4 separate regions of the Mus musculus genome follow, and all the other regions are linked to region 3. Evidence: chromatin contacts called from public HiChIP or PLAC-seq and promoter capture Hi-C data. All regions are on one chromosome and are shown on one strand. The core of a region is the stretch at or near the end of the contact, and the rest is flanking DNA. Distances in the headings are between cores, read along the strand shown.

Region 1 (5,005 bases), core at 1,996-4,495, 120 kb before region 3:
AGTGTCTGCCCCGAGGTGGGGTTTGGGTGTGCCTGCCACCCAACTTTGGCTTCTGAGGTCCATGGCCACCATGGCTGTTTTAATGAATGGGGTATAACTTATACGGTGTAGAAAGGAGGCCAAGTGTCTACACAATGCCCAGAGCCTCAGGAAAAGATAAGAAGCAGGCCCAATGTCTCTGCCCTGCACCACAGAGCGGCCATCGGCTGCTACCTCTCTCCTAGCCAGCCTCCCTGTCTCCAGGGCCTCTAAACAAGGTTCCAGAACACTCCTACCCAGGAATTTACATCTGAGGCTGCCCCTCCATATTATGACCTCTGCTTTGTTTTAAAGCCACTTGGAAACCCCCCAGATTCATACCCCAGCTCCCCACATTCTCTTTCTGAGACAAAAGAACACCCACGGGGTTCACTCCACAGACCTCTCCCTGTCCGATAGCCTCAGCACCCTTACCTGGGCTTCTGATTGAAACTGCACTTGCACCTGCGACCTGAAACACAAAGAAACCATCCAAGGTCACGACTCCAGCCTCAGCTCAAGGCCAGGCTCCAGGCCTGAACACAAAAGACCTACCGCCGCCCCCTGCCCCCCCCCACAGTTGGGTCTGGATATTTGATCCTCACTGGGTGCTGTTTGTGGGAGGGGGAATCTTTGGGAGGTGGGGCCGAGCTAACCAAAGTGATTTGTTGGGGCAGGTCTTGGAGGTGGTAGCCACTTTTGGTTATATCCTGAGCTTTCTGCTTCCTGGTCTGTCTCAATGTAAACAAGCCACATGTGTCTGCTATCACAGACCAAGCTAGTTCACTGCCTTCCCACTATGATGAACTTTGCCCTTTCATACCACAAACAAAAAAAAAACAAACAAAAAAAAAAAACACAACGCCACAGCTCGTGTAGGGGAAATGCACAGGGACACATCTCTAGGAGCACGGCGAGAACAGCATCTGACTCCTGGGATGGCCAGCCCCCTGCCCTATGGATGCAGTCTGTGGTTCTTGGCTATGTCTGTTCTCACTTACATTCTCTGGCCATGCCTTCCTTGTTTTCCTGAGCACGTACTACATGGCCAGCCCTGTATTGATCCTGGAGATACTGTGGAGAGGCAAGACTGTGCCTTCTCCTGTCCCACAGACAAAATGGCTAGGCTTGTATACTGTCCCCATCTGTCTAGCAGCCGTAGAGAGAAAGGACACACTTACTGAGGATGAGAAGTATCCCAACGGAGAAGAGGACCACAGCAAACACCAACCCCCCAATCCTCAGGGTCTGGTAGTCTGCAAAGGGAGGAGAAGTGAGAGGTGGGAGAGAGGCGGGGCCAGGAGGTCACGCCGGCCCCTCCTGGATGGGACCACCCCCCAGGGCTGCTGAGCTCACTCACCGTAATAGAAAGGATCCTTTTCTTTCTCCTTCTCAGCTGCTGGGAAAGATGTGACATGGTCAAGAGGAAGACAGCCATACTTCCTGTGACTTCTCACCTGCCCCATAACCTCTAGTCCCCACCAAAGAGTCCTTGTGAAGGGGGTTCACTGGGCAGAGATACTGGAGATCATGGAAGATGGGCTAGCTGGGCTTGGGGGTCCTCGCCTGAATTAGAGTCTTTGGGGTCCCGGGCTCACATTATGTCTTTCATTTCCTCCAAAAGACCAGGTCTATTATCATCTAGTGACAAAGGGGGAAACTGAGACCAAGGGGTGGGGGAGGCTCGTGACCTGCATATAAAGTCAGGATGGATTAATTACAGTCTAGGCTACAATTCCACAGGAGCCCAAGGTACCTGGAGAGATTAACAGAAGGATTGCTGAACCCTTGTGGGAAACAGTGGGAGAAGGGCGTGCAGGGGGGCCCTGAACTAGGATCTGTTTTCCTCTGCTGACAGTAAGAGCCCGTGACCAGATGTAAAGTGGCCTAAGATCTCAACCCTAATGTCTGAATGGGCCAGAATCTTCTGCTGGAAAGGGCTATGTCTGCCAGTTTGGCACAGCAAGGCCCTAAAGGATTCTTACCACTCGCCAGGACCACAGGGGCCAGCAAGCTGCAGAGGACCAGCACCGTCTCCATGGTGTCTGGGGGTAAAGAAGCAAGACATTACTCCAGGGACAGAAGACCTTCCTCGGTAAGCCGTCACCCTGACAGGGCCTCGTCCTAGCCTGAGCTGTATGGGGAGCTTGTGTGACCTGAGGCCACTTCAAATCTCCGGGACCAATGCCACCTTATCAGGCTCTCATCAGACTCTCAGAGAGCTCTGTGTGGCCAATACTATTAACCCAGATGAGTCAGGACACTTAACAGGCACTGTGCTAGGTCCACACTGCAGGCCTGGAACCAGAAACTTGCTGATAATTATCGCCCTTCATAGGGGGAGCGGTAGGGCCCAGGTCAGATGACGGCTCAGGGACTCATTAGCGTGGGGCTTCTGGGCTGAAGCCTTGCCTTCCCAAGGGCTTTGGAGATGTCTCACCAGTGTCCTCCTTCCGGGCCAACTTCTGCCTCATTAAGATGTGGGGCCCTGGGCCCAGCTCCCACAGTCAACAGCCCGCCAGAAAGTGTTTTTAAGATATGTTTATATTGTATGTGTGAGTGTGTGTCTATGTGTGCATGTGTGCAGGTGTCCTTGGAGGCTAGGAAGACCAGCTCACGGCATCTCCAGGAGCTGGAGTTACAGGTGGTTAAGAGCTGTCTGATATGGGTGCTGGGAACCAAATTTGAGTCCTCTGGAAGAGCAGTAAGCATTCTAAGCACTGAGCCATCTCTCCAGACCCTAGGAAGTGTTTTTCTATCAGGTGATGGGTGGAAGACTCTTTCTGTTCCCCAAACGCTATCACAAACCCTGATGCCCATATGTGATCTTAGGTGTCCTTCCTGTTGTTTCCTGTTTTCTCAGCTTTCCCTAGAGGCCCCATCTCCTAAAGGTGATAATTGTGTTAAGGTAGTCTGGATAGGGGTTTCTAAGCATCAACCCCAGTCTCTCCTCCCACGGAAGTCACTGACCCCTCTACGTGGATCTCATCAATTTCTGGTGATGAAGTGGGGGACTCTGATGGGACACACCAGGGACATGTATCAGTGGGGTTACACTTGTCACTCTCAGACTCAGAAGACTAATACAGAGTGAGAAGTGAGAAGAATGCAAATCAGGAGCGCCCAAAGCTGCTTAATCTTTTCCATGCAGGGTAAGACGGGCCACAGCTTGAACCTGTCTAGAATGGCCGGTCCCACGCTCAGTCTAACAAGTGACCCTGCTGCCATCTACCAATCAGACACCAGGGGGCAGCAGAGCTTCATCCATGACCATTTCCAGCCAGAGTCCTGTAGGTGTCAAATCATCGCCTGCTGTGTGAACATGCACCTTGCTCTTCTTAAAAACTATGCTTGACCCAGATATCCAATAACATTGCTCAGAGTGATTCTGTGCATATGTAAGTGTTTGGGTGTCTGAGCGGGCGCATGCTCTTGCATGTGGAGCCACAAGGTCCACGTCAGATGTCTTCCTCACACACTCCGTACTTTATCTTTTGAGACAGAGCCTGGAGCTGACAGATTCTGATTCAAGGAGGCCGGCGGGCTAGCTGGCTGGCTAGCTGGCAAATTCCAGCCATCCTTCAAACTCTCCATCTTCTCAATGCTGAGACCGCTGTTAGGTGCCACTCCACATAAGTTCTGGGGATCAAACTCAGGCCCTCACACTTGAGGTAAATGCCTTACTGACTGAGCCTTCTCCCCAACCCCTAATATAGCTTTAAAGAATTATAATATGTACAGGCCCCTGGACTTGCCTTAATCAACTTTGTACTGAAGATTTATCTATGCACAGCTCTGCAGTTAATTCATGTTTAACACCTGGCATTTCATTGTGAAGGCAAACTATTGTGTACTGATCCATTCTCTTGTTGATGGACATCTGGTGTCTTTAACGTGGCATTGCTAACTTTACGTGATAGGGTTATAAACACTCACACCCAGTCTCAAGAGGAACCTGTTTATATTGCAGATGCGGGGAAGGGGGGGACCACTCATTCCTGGACACCAGAAAACATAACGACCAAACGACACTTATGGTGCACGAAGTACTCTCCTGCTTAGTTTCCTTTTAAAGGGAATACGGCTTGGCCCCTTGGCCGGTCTCACCCTGCAGCCTGGAAATGGCGGCCACGAGTGAGCATGGCTCTGAGACCACGGCTTGGGTGACAAACCGTCAGTGCTGCACAGTTAATCACTCTTCACCCGGTCATTCCCCTCCTATCATCCGGCCAGCGCGATGTGATTGATCTGCCACTCCCCATCCAGATCAGTTTGGCATTAATAGATGTCCCAATTTTTGTCAATTTCGAGGCATAAAATGTAGCATTAATCTGGTCACTTAGTAATTGGGTGTTTGACATTTCTGTTTCTTCACAGGTGATAGGATGTTCTTATCTTTTTCCTGTTTCAAATCATTTTTTTCCAATCTTGACATTAAACCTCAGTTATTGAGTATTCCAATATAATATTCCAATATAATATCTCCTCTTAGCCTGTGATTTGTCTTTTTACTTAAGAACTTTTTTTTCACATTTCATTTACTCACTCTGTGTGTGTGTGTGTGTGTGTGTGTGTGTGCGCGCGCGCGCGCGCGCGCGCATGCGCCCCAGCAGGTGTGTAGAGGTCAGATGACATCTTGGGGGGGGGGTGGGAGTTCTCGCCTATCACAGGCATCATGGGAGCAAACCCCAGGGTCAGGCCTGGTGGTAGACCCTGGAGCTCCTGAGCTGTCTTGCTGGCTCTGTCTTTACTTTTAAAAATTGTCTTACAGGGCACAGAACTTCTCAGTTCTAATATGATGATCCTATGTGTCTTTTTAAAGACATTTCTTCACACAGGTAGGCCACATTAAAGGTTTGTTTGTGCTTTGTGTTTTGTTTGTGGTATTAGGTGTCTGGATCTAAGAGACCCTAAGTCAGCAACTGGAGGAGTGCCCAGAACCACAGACATGCACCATTGAGCCCAGCTACACTCAAAACTTGTATTC
Region 2 (5,629 bases), core at 1,007-3,506, 79 kb after region 3:
CAAGCCCTCTGGGGTTTTTTTCTGGCTTATCTATTTGTAGTCACACATATACCCCCAAGCCCTCCAAGGGCCCTCAGTTGTCTTCTGGGGGGGACCTCTCTTTATCTGCTGGGATGAATGCTTATTAACCTCTGACATCTTCTTCTTAGTGGATCAGGGTCTGGCACAGTATGGATATTTCTCATTCATCTGTTTAGTTTAGCCATTATTGAATGCTAACCACTGTGGTTACCACACACTTGGTTTCAGTTCTTTTTAATCTGGAGCTGACTAGGTTAAATGGAAAGGCTTTGCCTGTTGTGTGTAAATTGCTGTTCGTCTCGTTATCTCCTGACTAGGTGTCCGTAGGACCAGGTGCTCTGAGCTGCTCTCATCCTCGTCCTGAAAGTTACCCTCTCCGGCCAGTTTGGTGATGACCAAGGAGGCAGAAAGTTCAGGGCAAGATACACTTTCTAGGAACTTGCCTCTAGGATCTAACTCCTTTCATGAGGCCACACTCCCAAACTTTTACCGTTTCCCAATAATGCCATTGTGTTTATGAATCTATCAGTCAATTAATCCATTAAACCAATGATCTTGTCAATTCTGGAGATGTCAACACAGACATACCCAGAATGTGATTCACCATGTCCTAGGCATTTCTGTGTATGTGTGTGCACATGTTTGTGCATATGTGCATATGTGTGTACATGTCTGTATCATGTGTATGTGGAAGGCAGAGGTCGACGGTAGGTGTCTTCCTCGATTACTCTCCACCTTATTTTTGAGACAGGGTCTTTCACTGAATCTGAGGCTCACTGATTTTCTAGACTAGATAGCAGCAAGTCTCAGAGGAGTCTCCTGTCTCCACCTCCTCAGAGCCAGGATTCTAGGGGTGTACCACTACACTCAGCCTTATATGTGGGTGCTACTAATCTAAACTCAAGCCTTCATGCTTATTAACTTCAAGCAATTAACCAAGAGAGACATCTACACAGCCCTTCACAGGCATTTCTAAGTCCAGTCAAGCTGACATCATAGAGGATCAGGGGGTTGGAGAGGAACTCAGTGGATAAGAGTCCTTAACCACTGAGCTGATGCCCTCGTCTGGCCTCCACAGGTACCAGGCACAGAAATGGTACACAGACATACATGTGAGCAAAATTCCTATACACATAAAAATATTTTTAGATAGAAAAGTGTAGTTGTAAGAAGTTTGCTCCTATCTACTGCTGAAATCCTATTGTGTAGATAATCCACAATTTATTTTGCTACTCAACCATTAAGGGTTTCCCAATGTTTAGCTATTACAAACAATGCTACTGTGAAAACTCAAGAATATATATATATATATATATATATATATATATATATATATATTTCTTGTGATTACATCCCACAGTAGATCTGCTGAGCCATCAATCTATAAACCAGCCCTGTGATTACTATCAAATCACTTAATCAAAGCACTGCTATAGTTTATATCCCACTAGCAAGCATAGACATCCCAGTTGCTCCATGTCCTGTGTTCTCACCAACACTTAATATTGTCAGTGTTTTAACTTTAGCCTTTCTAATGTATGGAGGAAGAGAGAGAGAGAGAGAGTTAGTTCACTGAAGCCTGAGTTTACATTTATGTAATGAATAACGGCAGTGAACATCTTTTGACATTATTGGACATTTAAGCATCCCCTTTATTTGTTTCTACAAAAAAATACAATATATGTAAAAATAAGCAAATGATTGACAAAGGAAGAAGCAATACAGATAACAGTCGGGCAGCCAATCGTTTCTGAGGCTCCTAACGAGTCTCTACAAGTGGCAAACTAGTTGAGGCAGGTCAAATAGGGGTATGGGTGAATTTTTCATTTCATCTGGTAGCTTATACGTAGCAGGAAGAATATACCCAGGAAGTGGGCCCTGCTGGTCCAGATCTCAAAGGTTCCCTCACTCAACTTAATCTGTTCCCTTCCATTGCAGGAGTCAGACAGTGGCCAACCCCTCAACAACCGTGGTAAGTTCACATCCCCAAGTCTTTGAATCTCAGCTACTGAGTGAGCCACCATTGTGCTAATGCTATGTGTGACCTCAGTCCACCATCCATCCATTCTTCAACAAGAAGTACTAAGTACTCATACGTTCCAGGATTTGTTTAAAAAAAAAAAAAAAAAAAAAAAAAAAAAAAAGCTTGGTCTCTGGGGAATATGACCAGCAGCCTGATGGCCAAGAACAGTGACTCCCCAGGCTATTCTGCCAGACCCTGATCTGCATGGAGTTGGGTTGAGCAATAGAGCAGCGTAGGCCCTGGTCACATGGAGTTCATGCCACCAAGAATTCGGGACACTGGTGTTTTACTGTTAGGAAAGAAAATAGCTGTGGATCTCTGACTAAAGGAGACAGATAAGTGAATCAGTAAAAAGCTCCCAGCTTTAAGGGTTTTACCCCTCCTATTATATTTTCTTGAATGCTTACTTCTGAGAGCCTTCATATCGGCAAGACGAATGAACAGGGAACATATCCATAAGACAATGAGCAATCCCACTCATATTAACGTTTTATTTGAATCACAAGTTAATAATAACCAGAAACAATAACTCGGCGAGTAGAAACAGTACCTCCTTTGTGCTCTGGAGTTAATGTAACAGTAGACCACAGAGTCCCCAAAGAGCACCAGGCTTCCCATGGCTCTTCCTGTGCCTCACCCAATGAACAAACCCAACAACTGCCAAACCAGAACACCTGGTGGAAAGGAAGCTGAAAGGAGAGACCGTGCAGCTGCTCAGGTGATGGGGAACACTGTATAAACCAGGCTAGATGAGTCAGCCAGCCATGGATGGGGGTGGCGATGGGGTGAGATCTGAGCTCCTGAGTCCCAGAAGTCAGGAATAACACTCAGGTCATTTGGCACCAGAAAACCAGCCTGTGGATGTAACTCTGTGTGTGTGTGTGTGTGTGTGTGTGTGTGTGTGTGTGTGTGGTGTGTGTGTGTGTGTGTGTGTACGCTGAATTAGCCGTGAGATCCATTTGGGTTAGTAAATGAAGTCAATTACACAGCGTAAAAGGTTCAGAGTACTAAAGTCCAGAAGTAAATGTGACCAGAGTCCCTGTTGTCACTCAAGAGGGAAGGGACAGGGGAAATACCACTTTCCTGGAAGCTCTATCTAAAAGCAATGGCAGGACAAACAGACAGAAGGAACAACCACAGGCATGGAGGATATTTCTAAACTTTAGTTAAGTTCCTTCCTGAGGAATATCCCTTCCAGAGAAGGAAGAGCCAGGACACACCTTTGGGCTTGGACACAATCCAATAGATTGTTCGATAACGGTGAAAACAAGTCAACCTCATGTCCCCAGAAGCAGGTGACCAGTAAACATATCATGCATGGATGACTGAACAAAATATTGATGTGTCCGTGGCCATGGGAACAGGGTAATTATGAAGACTTGATGTAAGGACTTTTAAAAAAAACAGGACCAGCTAGTATTATTGATAAAATTACTTTGTGGCAGGTCCTAACAACTTACAGGCCATACCATGTCTTTTTTCACATCCTTAGTACTGGGCCTCTGTACAGTTAAAACTCTCCATCAGGGAGGCACAGAGTTTGAGCTTTCTTATCAGGCCATTGATACCATCATGTATGGGGCACTGGCCTCTGGCAGACATCAGTCTGAGTTTCAGCTGAGCAGAGGACTGTGGGTAGAGCCAGACACATGACTGGCACTGTCTGAGACCGAATAAAGTGAGCTTGGAGAAGGGCTGACAGGATGCGCCTAAAAGAACAGAGCCAAGGATGGATCGTTTCCCATCTCGTGGACACTAGTTGGGTGTCTACTGTGGACCTTGCTCTAGGCACTGGAGACTCGGAAATGCACAAAAGACACCGTCTTCCATGGTGGCTTCATTTCCATTTCAGGGAGGGGTGAGAGGAGACAGAAAACAAGCCAAAGTAGGTCAGAGATGATAAGTGCTTTGGGAGAAAAACAGGCAAGAGGGGAAGATGGGAAATGCACAGTGGTCTTATCTTAAACAGGAAAATCTAGAGTGGGCTCACACAGAAGAGACTTGAAAGAAAGGCTGGAAGCTGAGGGAGTGAGCCATGTAGGTGTGGAGGCAGGAGAGAGGCCGCCTGCTGCTTTCTAGGTTTCTGAGGCTCTCAAGCTTCTTGCCCAGCCCCCCCTTGGGGAGGAAGGCTCCCACATGAGTTCATTGCCTGAAGGAAAGGGACCTGAAAAGGTCCAGAGCCTGTCTCTGATGCCAACTGAGGACTTTTCGCAACCTTGTCATACCCCATCTCCTTGGCCACCCAAGTGTTCTTTTGTGTCACTGTGACCGATACACCTGACACAAACAACTTCATGGACACAGGACTCATTCTGAAATAATGCCAGGATGTTTCAGTCCATGAAAGAGTGTTAGCAGAACAATTCACATGATGTCGCAGAAAATGGGATTCACAGAAGGAAATTTTAAAAGTAGGCAAAGAAAGTAGACTCCCAAATATAAACCCTCGAGATCTACTTGCTCCAGCTCAACCTTAACTTCCCAAGTTTCTAGACATTTCCAAAATAGTATCACCATTTGGGGACCAAACATTCAAAACTGTGAGCCTGTTGTATCATTTCAGATTCCGACTATGACACTCTATGAAACAAAGGTGGGACTGCTTGATTGTTTATTTGTTTGTTTTACAATTTTCAGGCAATGGGAGCCTCCGATGTGAGCTCCCTGGTCCCAATCTCTTTCATTCCAACCCTCTTCCTCCCTGACAATGAGTGAATCCTCTCTAGGTAATAGTCTCATCACACACCCTCTCTTGTTCGGAGCGTTCAGTGGCTCCTCAGTTCTGTCAGGACAAATGCCCAACCCTAGTCTGGTATTCAAGTCTCCACAAAAGGCCTTTGTCGTTCTGCCTCCCAACAGGCTTTGACCCACTTCATACTCTAGGACACTAGATGCTCACAGCACCCCCTCTGTGCCTGGGTCTGCACTGTCCCAGAGCCTCTGTCCCGTTTCTTCATGTATCAAAGTACCACCCACTCAGGAAGCCTTTCCCAGCATTCCCCAGGTGATGTCTCTACTCTACCTTCTTCCACCTGGTGGACTGCCATTTGTCCTGTTTGCTTCTTCTCCGAGACTCTAATCTCCTTAAAGACAAGGACCATGCTGGGGACTTGCTCTGTGTTGGACTAACTTGGAGGTGGGGGCCATCATAATACATAATAACTCACAAGTGCTATCAAAACTCTGCTACCCCTTCACTGTGTGGGGGAGGCAAAAAAATAAGGCAGTGGGCAAGGGATTGGGCTCAGGTGGTAGAATACTTACCTAACATGTGTAAACCCTTGGGTTTCATCCCCAACCCTGCAGAAACCAGCAGTGGTGTTATATGCCTCAAATTCCAGCACTAGGAGGATTGAAAGCTCAAGGTCATCCTGGTCTACATATAGAATATGAGGCTAGCCTGGACTAGGTCATCTTGGTCTATTTCTCGAACATGAGGCTAGCCTGGGCTACATGATCTAGCTCTCCTGCCCTTTAAAAAAAAAAGTTATCAGAGAAACAACTGTAGTAAAGAGGAGGGAAGGACTGATAGGGGTCGAGTCTAATGTTCTCCAGCACTGCAGAGTAACCTGCAGTTGATGACAT
Region 3 (5,541 bases), core at 2,044-4,543:
CAAGGACTGCCCAGTTTCACCAGGCAGCTTCCTCCTTTCTGTCTCCATCTCAGAGCCGGTGCCTCTGGGTTTCACTGTTTTGTGCTGCCCTGACAGAGTGATTGTAATCACTGTAGGGCAGCCCGGGACTTCCCAAACACTCGTCTGGAGACCAGCTGTGTGCCTGCAGAACTCAGTTTCCTGCAGTGCTCAGATGCCCTGGGAAGTTTATGTAAGAGTGTCATGAAAGGGAGACAGTGACTCCATCAGACTTCAATTGTGCCCTAAGAAAGAGAGAGCTGCCTCAAGATCAAGCTATCTACCTGGCCGGGTCCATCGGCTTCCTGGGCTCACCACGGTACCATCATCCTCCCAGCCCCAAGTTGCCCTCCTCCTCCTCCTCCTGAACATTCTCATTCTCTCTCAACTCACTTGGTATTGTGCTTTGCAAAAAATCTTCCAAAGTTCGAAGTCACCATTGCCAAAATAGGAAATACAGAAGTTCAAGGACCAACTGAGCCCTGCCCGCCAACTAAAGTCTCTGCCCTCTGCCACCGTGTCCCCATTTGCAAAACACTGACAGCTGCACCACCTCCCCACCCCCCAGTGGATTCTGTTAAGGACTGGATGAGGCTGTGTTTGCAGATGAATCAGGACTGGCCATCATGGCTGTCAGGAAAGCCCTGAATCTCTGTGGTGTAATACAGGGATCCAGTTTAATGTTTCATCCTTCCTTCAGAGTTCTCCAAGAAGTGATTCGGGGCACCCAGGTCTTTTGCATTCCCTGGAAGTCCTCGGCTGGGGCCCTCTGGATGGCTGACAGGATAGCACAAGAGGCAGGGCCTGGGTGTACCACTCTCTGCTGCAGCTTCACACGGGTTTAAACCCGGTCATATTTTCCAGCCACACACCGGAAAACAGTTGTCCCATGTTCCCAGGAAAAGGACAGGGATTTGTTTGTTCAGTACCTGGCTGGTGTCTGCTATGCAGTGTAAAGTGTTTTATGGAGTCCTTGACACACCTTAAGAGTCCGAGCATATGAAAATCCTGTTATTTACCATCTGTTCCAATATGGATGCTCACAAAAGAACCCCTGAAGAACAAGCTACTCAACACAAAACAGCATGCATGTGGGCTTCTTCTAATTTTTTTTCTTTCCTCGGGTATGATAATTATGTGCCTAATGCAGCTTCTCCCTGGGTGCTATGCAGGAAGCAGGGAGTGTAGCAGGAAGCCCACACTCAATGCTGGTTCTGCCCCGAGCAAGGGCCAAATTATGTCAGCCCTAGGATGTGTGCCCACTTTACAGACTTCTCTAAAACTGCTGTATCCCCTCATCTCCAATGTCCCAATCCCCTCCCTATCCATCCATCAACTTGCCTATTACAACGCAGCGCTCAAGTCTCAGATAACCGGCCACCTCTGCCATGGAACCTTCCTTGTTCTCAGCCCTGTGTCCCCTTGTTAGTCTGTACTTTCCTTCCCAGAAACTGTTAAAATCTCCGCTCACTTTCTGTCTCTGGCAAGGTGGTTTCTAGAGGAAGGGGCCTGGTTTTGGCCAGCATCAGCTTGTGACTGTAAATTCTGGTATGTGGAAGAACCATCTCGATCGTCCCTTAAAACAGCCAAGGTGCAAGGCTTTAAAATTCTTATAACTCAACCAAAAACTAAAAGGAAGACAACTGAGGAAGAAACACCGCAGTGTCCTCTTTTTTAAGAGGTAAACGGGGACTAAGAAGTCATGCCCGGGTACTTGCGTCACGCCTGGGTACTTGTGTCACGCCAAGCAGTATATGTGCTTTACCAGCGGAAGGATGGGCAGTGCAGAACAGCAATTAAAACAAAGTCCTCCCACATTAAGAAGTCTGAAGTTTTCCAACATGGCTGACATGAGGGTATTCACAGTGACGAGGGTATCCCTGAGTGTGGTTCTCACTGATTGTGTGTGTGTGCGTGTGTGTGTGTGTGTGTGTGTGCTCGATGCTATGGTTCACAGATATTACTTCCAACTAGCTGAATAGCTAGGGCAGCCCAGTCCTCACAGACAAGCACCTTTCCCAGTGAGTTCCCTCGGCACAGAACATGATCCCACTCCACTTGGCATCCTCTGTCTAGGCCACTGGACATAGCACTATCCACTCCCACGGTGTTTAGACAAAGCTTGTGTCTCCACAAGCCAAGGGGGTGGTGTGCATCACTAGCTCTCAGGTCACGACGGCAGTGCTCGTGTCTGACACCCCCAAGTTGGAGGGTCCTTCTCCAGGTTCAGAGGTTGCCCAAATCTTTGACATAGTAACAGTACTTTGTCATCTACGAACTTCACACCGGAGAACCATCCAATCCAATTTCCAGGAAGAAAAAGAAAAATTTAACAAATACCTCATACTGTTTTCAGTCAGTTTCTAATTTGATGGGAGGCAGGATTGGTATTGGCACTGAGAATCATGCAATTTGCAGACCGATGGCTGGCCAAGCCTTCTCAAGGCAGTAGTGTCTTCCGTGTGACAGGTAGGCTCTGAGGGGAATAGAAAGTGACTTCTTGAGAGCAAGGGCATCCTAGTGACTCCAGCCCTTCCTTGGCTTCTGTGCCTCCTCAGAACAAAAACAGGGCTTCCAGGATAGCATGAATATGTACCTGGCAGATGACCCCACGGGCGCTGTACACCTCACAATTAGATCCCTGAAAATCATGTAAGTGACATACTCACAGTATCAGCGCCACCTGCCAATAAGTCAGGTGGACAAAGCTTGGTCTCTCACACAATTAACATCTTTGGTGACACTGGAGGGCAGACAGATGTCCTGGTCACTGAAGAGGCATCTGAGTGATACCAGGTCCCTCAAGGCGCCTATTGACACTTCTAACCTGCAGATTTAGGGCAAGAACAACCTAAAGGGCCTGGGGGTGTCATGGACTCCCACCAAGAGTCAGGTAGGGACGTTCCCTCACTGTTGGCTTAGCAGAGGGCCCTGCATAGAGGTCCCAGGACTTTCACACATGTACCTGCACGCTTGTGCTTTGCTCCTGGCCCAGTCAGTAATTCCAATTGCTACAACAGAGAGGGGAAGGGGGCAAGGGGAAGGGGAGGGGGAGGGAGAGGGGAGACAGGCTGTCCAGTCGGTGTGAGAGTTAAGAGCCCAGCCACAGAAAGCCTCAGCTGCTCTTTCACCTTGAGACAAATGCCCCAGAACTAGCTAGACTTCGCTGCCTGCTGAGGTTCCTGCGGAGGTTCCCAAGCTCCGTGGGCTGAGGGCGGAGCAACGAGGCTCCGCCTTCAGGTTGATGTCAAGCTGGCCCTGTGGATCCAGCGGCAGTCTTCAGTTCTCAGGACGCCGCCGGCCGGAGGCGTAAAGGCCGGCTCCAGTGGACGATGCCGCTGTGCGCCCAGGATGTTGTCGCGTTTGCTCCCATTCCTCGTCACGATCTCCAGCCTGAGCCTAGAATTCATTGCATACGGTAGGCTCCCCAGCGCTCGCTCTGTTGCTTTAAAGTTCACATTCGCGGGAGAATCTGCTTGGATGGGCTGGGGTCCCGCCCCAGCTCCTTCATGCTGGCAAAACGGTCTCCGGCTCACCTGCTGTTTAAGTGGAGGAGGCTAAGATTAACTGTGGCTGTTTGGGAGTGGCCAGCGATGGATGGGTAAAGCCTATAGTTTCCGTCCTGTACGTACCCTTGTTCCTCAAATCATTATCCTACCACCTCCGGACAATCCATAACTTAGCCCTCACTTTTCGGCTGTTCTGGTTCTTCCGTGGGTCTGATCGTGCCCCTTCTTAGTTAGGCTCCTCTCCCTGAACCCTACCATCTCACCCCATCCCTTCTTTCTGCCCACCCTTCCCGACCACCCTGTTAGTCTTTAGCCCACAATTCATCTCCGCTGCCTGCTGCCCACCCCCCTCACACACACACACTTTACCCACTCCTCAGCTCAGGCTAGGTTCCTGTAGCCCAGGAGAGAATGAAAAAGTGGAGAGTTGGAGGGACCAAGTGGCACAGAAGTACGAAGACCGGGGACCCCAAAACACACTTTTACAGGAGTTCAAAGTAAAAAGAGCACAGTCAGTCATGTTATCTACAGAGGCACTGGGGATGTGCCCCGCTGAACATCACAAACACGGGCTGAGGTTTTCACTCCCCCTCTCAGAGTTTTGCAACTGAAACACAACCTTGAGATTCAAAGAAAGGGGTGGGGGGGGGGAAGGGCTGGGACAAGTATGTTTTCTGAGAATGACAGGGTCACTGAAAGAGAACTGAGAACTGTGACTCTCAGAGAGCTGGCAGTTTGGAGAAGGAAAGTGTTGCAGAGCTGCCTTCAAGAGGAGACATCTTAAAGGGTCAAGAAGGCTGGAGAGGAACAAGGGCTATTGTCCTTGCAACACACTTAAGCCCGCAGAACTCATCAGGAGAATTCAATAGGAATGCTTATTGTATTGTTACAAAAAGGGCAGAGGATCTCAAGGGGGTCACTCCTCTGCTCCTGGTCATACTGGCAAGCTGCTAGCTCCAGGCTCCTGTGTCAGCTCTTTAGAACTAATAGAGTGGGAGACTACAGGTACTTCACAGCTGAGTTTTCGAGGAGGCCAGGAGGCTGGACCGCTGACGTTCATTGTCTCCATTTGAGGCTCGCCTAGGCATCTGATTATACTGATGTCCATGTCTGAGCTACAGCTTTCCTAGAAACTAGGGACTGTGGGGATACCCTGTGCCTGGACCACAAGATGTCTGTGTAGACAAGCAGGGTGCCTACGGATCCAGATAAGGTCAAGGGTCATGGCTTGGATGAGAACTCAGTCCTGGAATGTCGCTAGAACAGGAACAGGCTTTGGCCAGAGAGCCAGGGACCGGCTCATCTGAGAGCCACTCCTGGCCATTATCCTGGAATGTAACAGACCCAACTTGCCTTTGTCAGTCCCTTGTGAGGCTTCTCATCCCACATCACACAAGCATAGAAAGACAAGACTCTAGCTTTGGATTCAGACACATTCTGGATATAGACCACCACCATGCCCCTTACTGGCTCCACTGGCCTTGGGCCAACTATCTGATTCTCTGGGATTCTATTTCTTCTTCACTAAGTTCGGCATGTGTCTAGAGCCCAGAGCTGCTGTGATCACTAAACCGAACATATATATGTAAAGCACCCAGCCCCTCCCTCCCAAAGTACTCTTGCGGCTTTCACCACCCTCTTCCTAGTCCCCCGGGTACCTCTGCTTTCTCTAGTGTTAGAATTCTTTCCCCTAGGGACAGAACTGCCAAGCCCTTCCTATGTGTGGTTTGAAGCCAGATTTTTCCAGCACATCCTCCACTGGAAACCTATCCCAAACCAGTCTGAGAGCACCTACTATGAAGTGGCCCTCAAACAGTAAGGAAAGAGGCACAGGGGGACCAAATGGAGGCGGGAGGGGGGGGGGACGACTAGGTGGCTACCTTACTATTGAAATGAGACTAAAAGGGACTCTGACACATACTTGCTTGAGTGTCATATGAGTTGAGCAATGTGCTGGGACCCCTAAGGTGAGCAGCTGTTGGCTTGGAGGGCTTCCTGGTATTCTGGAAAAGCA
Region 4 (5,711 bases), core at 96-2,595, 100 kb before region 3:
TGGGCAGAAATCTGAGGGAGGTTGAACTGGAGGGGTTTCCATGGCAACCATGAGACAGGTCACGTGCAAAAGGCCAAGTTGGAAAACAGATACACACATTCATACATCTACAATATGAGGGCAGTCAGAACACTAGTGCCAAGGGTCCTTGAGAGGGCTGAGATGCCCACTGGTCCCACTACAAAGGTAGAAATCCCAATTCCAGTAGCGCGGGAAGACAGGTTAGACAAAGGAAATAAAGACAGAGGGTACATTGATGGAGCCAAGCCTCCAGGCATCACAACCTCTGGGTCTGGAGGTTGGTGGCAGCTTGGGTGGGCCGGTATTTCCAACCTGACTGCTCCTAGGAGCAGACGCCCAGAGACCCAGTCTCTCAACCAACTCTACAGAAAAGCCCTGGGCAGACATAAAGCGGGGAGGCTCCGCCAGGGCCAGCCCCGGTTGGGAACGATGGAGATAGGGTACTAGCAGCCCTGGAAAGAAAATCGAGCTGGACAGACCAAAAGAAGGCAATGCAGTCAGATGAATCCCCTCATCCTCGAACCCCAACGCCGTCTACAGGGCCTCTTCGCCACTCCCGGAGCCCACGCCCACACCCCACAAGCACCAAGCCAGCAAATTTCCATTTTGTGTGGCCCATGTGTCCACATTCACATTCCTTCATTCCCGGGTCCTCGCATCTCCATTCCCCGCAGGGTCTCCCGCTTCCGAGTAACAAAGGGAAGCTCCCCTGCTAAAGGGTCCTCTATCCTTCTGGAGCTCCTGATGCAAGCTCAGGGCAGCCTCAAAAGCATTTTCCAGCCACCAGCATCGCCCACCGCCATTGCCTGCAACCCCATCCCGGTATCCTTAGCTTTTGGAAGCTCATCTACTTGTTTACATCTCCAAATCCATTTCCCGCCGCCCAGGCAGGGACCTGGGCACACACCCACTGAAACAAACAAGACTCGGAGGAACCTGGCGCTAGAGTGACGGATCCCCACCCAAGCCTCCTCCACTCGGAAGAAGGTGCCAACTTTGCCCACCTCCCTTGCTGCTCACCTAGGCGTTGGGTCCCCTCCGAGCGGATCCCAGAAGGACTAGCAGAGTCCAAGCAGCCGGGAGTGGCGCGCTGGGGGCAGGGCGGTGGGCGCGGCTTGCAGCTTTCCCGCCTCCCAGAGGGGGCTGACTGGTTGGCCTCCCCGGTCGCCCTCGTCCACTGGCTTCTGGGTCCCCTTGCAGACCCCTGTGATGTCGCCCGCGCCCTTCTCTCTGCGAGCTCTTCGCAAAGGGAAGTGAGGCTTGAAGAAGCAACAGGAGACGCGCGGAGGAGGCGCCCAGCGCCGGAGCGGATTTGCCAGCAGCTGTTGCTTTTTGATTCTCCCCCCCTTTGGTGAGGGTAGGAAATGAGCCAGACCAACACCGTGACAGGGCTGGTGTTTTTCGGAAATAGGAAAATCAGGGGAGAAAGGCAGAAAAATAGGAAACAACGGAGCATCAGCCACCTGCAACCTGCGTTCATTGGCTGTGTTCGCAATTAGCATGAATGGGAGCCAGAGTTAGGTGGAGTGTTGTTTGCAAATAGAGCTGGTGGGCTGTGGGGACAAGACCCTCACATGAACCAGGGTTTTGCTGCCCAGAAGCCCGTTTTCAAGACACCCATCTCCATCCCTAACTCCGGAAGGCTTTAAGAGTAGCTCTCCCCAGCCTAGTCACTAAGAGTCAAAATTCGAGGTGACAAATTAATTTAAAGATTTACATCCTAGCTCTGCAATCCTACCTGTAGCATCAGTATGAACACTCATATATGGAGTGTTCCTTTCCCTAATCTAGGAAAGGGAGGTGAGACTAACTCCCAGCAAGGGTTCCATTGACTAACTCTAAGTAATGATAGAAGAGCTTGCAAGAATGGACAGAGGTCACCCCACCCCACCCCACCACCCCCAGCAGGTTGGTATCCAGGAAGCTCTGTAGTGGGGAAGGCTGTTCTAATTAGCCAACTGAAGGGATGCTGTAGGGAGGCTGGCCTACCCTGTGCTGAAGCATTGAGGAGAGCAGCTGGCATCAGCCAATTCTAGGTCTTATCACGAGGCTTTCCTGACAACCCCTACCCCAGAAATAATGGGCTCTACTAGCAAGAGCCCAGCCCTGCCTCTCCAGCACCACAGCACCAGGACAGTTACTCATTTGTGAAGAAGAAGAAGGAAGAGGAGGAGGAGGAGGAGGAGGAGGAGGAGGAGAACAACTCTTTTAATCCCAACACTTGGGAGGCAGAGACAGGTGAATCTCTGGATTTGAGGCCAGTCTGGTCTAAAGAGAGAGTTCTAGGACAGCCAGGGATACATAGAGAAATCTTGTTTCAGGGCATGAAAATCTTCCCTTTTCAGAGGAAAAGGAAGAAGAGTTGAAAGAGGAAGAAGAGGAAGCAAACAAACAAACTTGATAATTCTGTGGCCTTTCAGCTTGGTTGAATCACTTTAACAAATGGTCCAGTCTCAAAGGCCAAGGCAAAAAAACAGATGGGAAGTCAAGGTTGCCCTAGAACTGGCAGAGAAGCCATCAATGGCTACCAGGAAGAAACTGGGTTACCTTGCTTAAGGGGAGTCTGTAGAGGATAGTTTGACCCCTTAAGCATAGGACCTTGGGCTGAAAAGACTCCACCCTGGCCCAGTTTCATAATCACTAGGGTTCCTGTGACAGTTAAAACCCTTTTATCAAAGTCTGGCTCAAGTCTTGCCAATCCACGTGGCTCCAGACAGCGGCCTGACCTTCTGTCCCAAACTTTTCCTCTGTAAGCTGAGGACTGTAATCTCCTGTCCCTTTCCACTTGCTGTGGGTGGGAGAAATGAAACCACACTGCTTACTAGTTCCCTGTCCTGGGCAAGCAGATTGGTCCTCCCTCCCAGTGCCCTTGAGTCCTGACATTTCCCACCTCTAAGTTGTCTGTTGGAGTCGCTCCTTGTAAGTGGTTGCCAGCTCAGGCTTTACAGGCCAGTTTGGGAAAGGATAGGCTGACGGGTCAGAACTTCTAAGCCCAACCACCTGTTGGTTCAGCCTGTCTCCTGCCAGAGAACATGGCCAAGCTACTTCCGGGCCTGTGTCTGATGCTGCTGATAGTCCTGGCTATGGAGGAGAGTGGAATCCAGTCTGTGAGGACTGGCCAGGGCCAGCCTCTCAAATAACCTTTCTTGTTTATCCAGGTGGAATTTGGGGGTTTCTGCTACAAAGCAACACATAGCCTTGCCCTGGGAAAGTCACATCTCCCTTCTAGGGAGTAAAGAAACACATCTGGTTCCTGCGATAAATGTGTCCACGGGTTAAAAGAGGTCACCAGCTGCCCCATTCTTTCAACACACGGATGTGAGGCGTGACTCTTCCCTGAGCCCTAGGTCAAGCTCTTTAGATACAACATTGTCCTTTATAGATAAGGGGTGAAAAGGATTTTGATCAAATGGTTCAGAGCCCCGAGAATGTAACATTTGCAAAGCAAGCTGGAGAGTCGGGGAGTGCTAAGGAGATGCGCTGAAAGAAACAACTGAGGTGCAAAGCAGGCTTGGGAAATGATGCCAACAGTGGAACAGAAGCGATGTGTGCGTGCAAAGGCCCTGAAGCGGACTGCAGAGTGTGGGAATTGCTCCCGGTGTGGCAGAGTGCAGAGGAGACAGGCTAGGGAAGGACACAGATGCCAGGCTTGGCAGCCGGGCAGTTCCTGGGCAATTTCAGCTTTTGTCTCCAGGGCCATGGGAAGCCACTGAGGGGATACAAAAATTGCTATGAAAAGAATTTGGGAAAGGCTGGCTCAGAAGGTTCCTAAAGAGTTCACAGTCAGGGTTTAGAAGGCTGGGTAAAGAGCTTGGATCTTTGCTACGCAATTGCTTCTCTGGAAGCCTGAGGAAAGGGGCAGCTGAGGCAGGACAGCACACCAGAACAGATTGGTTTCTAAACAGCATGGGTGTGTTTGGGGGGGAAGGGAGTCTCACACACACAGATAACACATAGACACACTCACTAAGGATGAGGGAAGCACATGAGAGTACCCACATCTAGAGCCATGGGAAGACCCAGTGCCAGGCTCATTGGAGCAATACACTGTTGAGTGGGTCACAGACTGCTCCGTGCTAGAAAATCCACCCACTCTAAGCCATGTAACTAGGTCTATGAGCTATGCCAGAAGTAGCCATTCCAGAGAAGATCCCCATGTGGGGATCATATGGACAATTAAAGGGGTGTGGGATTGCCAGAATTCTCAGTTACCCTGGCCCTCCTAACCCATACCTCTCCAAGAGAGACCCACAGAAAGGGCGAACTTCCCCTCGCCAACTACTGCAGTGTAACCGCTCACCACCTTCCTATGCGCGCTGTCACCCAGGAGAGGGCAGCTCCCAGATTCCATGTTCATTCCAAACCACTCCTTGGATTCCTCCCTAACCTTCCCCACATTACTCTAGGCTTCTCCCTCAGGAAACTGTGCCAGGCCCTTCTTTTCCTGTAATTTCCAAATAATCCAGTCAACAGCCGTGTTTTGGGGCGCTGGCTTAGACTTGTTCCTCTGCTCCTGACAAGGAACCCAGGGATCCAACATCCCTACTGTGTGGGTCACTATGCCATCACTTAATAACACATACAGAAGTTACGTCACCTTCTAAAGAGAAAAGCACTATTTGGCTCACAGCTGTGGAGGGTTCAGTTGGCGGTGCATCAGCCTTGTTGATCTGATCCTGTGCTGAGGCAGACATCATGTGAGGAACAGGGCGTGGATGGCAGAGGAGGGCCCCTCAGCTCCTGGTATCTGAGGTAAAGGAAAAGGAGGAAGAGAAGGAGGAAGAGGAGGAAGAGGACTGGTGTGGGGTTTAGGGAAGCACCTGGGTTCTCACTAGCTCTTTCAAGAGCACTCAGTAAACTTAAGGCTCCCACTAGGCTGCATCTCTTAAAGATCCTCCCACCTCTGCCATGGGCTGGAGAGTAAGCCTTTATCACTTGAGTCTTTGTGAGACATTCCATGTGCAAGCTACAAGCCATAGCACCATCTCTCCAAATACCCTACATCTTTCTCCATTTCAACAGCACCACCCTCAACTCACTTCCTCATCCAGAGAAATTCATGCTCCCCTCTCCCCTCTCCCCTCTCCCCGCTCCCCTCTCCCCTCTCCCCTCTCCCCGCTCCCCTCTCCCCTCTCCTCAATTCCTCTCTCAGCTGTGTACTCTCTTGCAGCCATTGCTCCTGTGCTAGGCCAGACCTTCATGGCACCAGTCTGGTTCTGCGGGCTCTGCCTCGGTCTTCCCACCTCCATTGACTTTTGTTTGATAAAGGCAATGGTCGCTTTTCTCATTGTTGTAACAAAATGCCTGACAGATGTCAGGACAGACATGTTTGTTTTGGCTCACACACTGAGGGGACAGGCATGGCAGCAGGAGCCTCTGGGGCTTCCTGAGCACATCCACAGTCAGGAGGTAGAGAGAGCCACATGCTGGCACGTAGGTCACAGTCTCCTTTACATTCCATCCAGACCCCAGCCCATGGTATGGCTCTGCCTACACTCAGGGTGAGTCTTCCCTGGTTTGTTAAATCTTTCTGGAAACACCCTCCCAGACACACTCAGAGGTATGCTTCCACAGCCCCTCTAAATCTAACCCAGGTGGCAACGAGAGTAAACCATCACAGTGGGTCTAGTTCCCACAATCCCTGTGAGTTTGGGGTCCAAATGCCAAATGTCACAGTTAGGGTTTATAAC

Evidence for each region. HiChIP or PLAC-seq counts read pairs in DNA pulled down with a chosen protein or histone mark. Capture Hi-C pulls out chosen DNA fragments and counts their contacts.
Region 1: an H3K4me3 HiChIP or PLAC-seq map of bone marrow-derived macrophages shows a contact between it and region 3, with 5 times the contacts expected there. The contact joins the enhancer-like site here to the promoter of Il10ra in region 3. A contact is called at or near these places in 5 of 39 promoter capture datasets (the 3T3-L1 cell line, the C10 cell line, liver and 1 more), 2 of 15 datasets of contacts at CTCF or cohesin (CD8 T cells and large pre-B cells), 2 of 484 Hi-C or Micro-C datasets (both in bone marrow-derived macrophages), 11 of 115 datasets of contacts at active chromatin or transcription factors (CD8 T cells, bone marrow-derived dendritic cells, bone marrow-derived macrophages and 5 more) and 3 of 9 other capture datasets (adipose tissue, liver and macrophages).
Region 2: a contact with region 3 is called in an H3K4me3 HiChIP or PLAC-seq map of the 230-238 cell line, with 22 read pairs. The contact joins the enhancer-like site here to the promoter of Il10ra in region 3. A contact is called at or near these places in 4 of 39 promoter capture datasets (embryonic stem cells, neural stem cells and stem cell-derived epiblast-like cells), 1 of 115 datasets of contacts at active chromatin or transcription factors (the 230-238 cell line) and 2 of 9 other capture datasets (adipose tissue and embryonic stem cells).
Region 4: a promoter capture Hi-C map of adipose tissue shows a contact between it and region 3. The contact joins the promoter of Fxyd6 here to the promoter of Il10ra in region 3. A contact is called at or near these places in 1 of 39 promoter capture datasets (the 3T3-L1 cell line), 1 of 115 datasets of contacts at active chromatin or transcription factors (microglia) and 2 of 9 other capture datasets (adipose tissue and liver).

Annotation. Positions count from the first base shown.
Region 1 is chr9:45,387,046-45,392,050 of GRCm38.p6, reverse strand. It overlaps Fxyd6 (FXYD domain-containing ion transport regulator 6), which reads right to left. Exons shown (of 8, transcript NM_022004.6): 2 at 2,004-2,063; 3 at 1,379-1,417; 4 at 1,200-1,274; 5 at 454-490. The coding sequence starts at 2,058. Among named protein-coding and RNA genes, the nearest start is that of Fxyd2, 17 kb to the left of the region's middle. Within about 2 kb of position 3,245, at least 23 of the 459 cell types and tissues checked have an H3K27ac peak or open chromatin away from gene starts, as enhancers often do. A contact at or near this core is called in CD8 T cells and bone marrow-derived macrophages, where this site is marked.
Region 2 is chr9:45,186,493-45,192,121 of GRCm38.p6, reverse strand. Tmprss4 (transmembrane protease, serine 4) reads left to right here. Exons shown (of 13, transcript NM_145403.3): 2 at 1,960-1,993. Among named protein-coding and RNA genes, the nearest start is that of BC049352, 6.5 kb to the left of the region's middle. Within about 2 kb of position 2,256, at least 51 of the 459 cell types and tissues checked have an H3K27ac peak or open chromatin away from gene starts, as enhancers often do. A contact at or near this core is called in the 230-238 cell line and adipose tissue, where this site is marked.
Region 3 is chr9:45,266,901-45,272,441 of GRCm38.p6, reverse strand. It overlaps Il10ra (interleukin 10 receptor, alpha), which reads left to right and starts at 3,293. Exons shown (of 7, transcript NM_008348.3): 1 at 3,293-3,436; 2 at 5,222-5,342. The coding sequence starts at 3,370.
Region 4 is chr9:45,365,819-45,371,529 of GRCm38.p6, reverse strand. It overlaps Fxyd6 (FXYD domain-containing ion transport regulator 6), which reads right to left and starts at 1,345. Exons shown (of 8, transcript NM_022004.6): 1 at 1,042-1,345.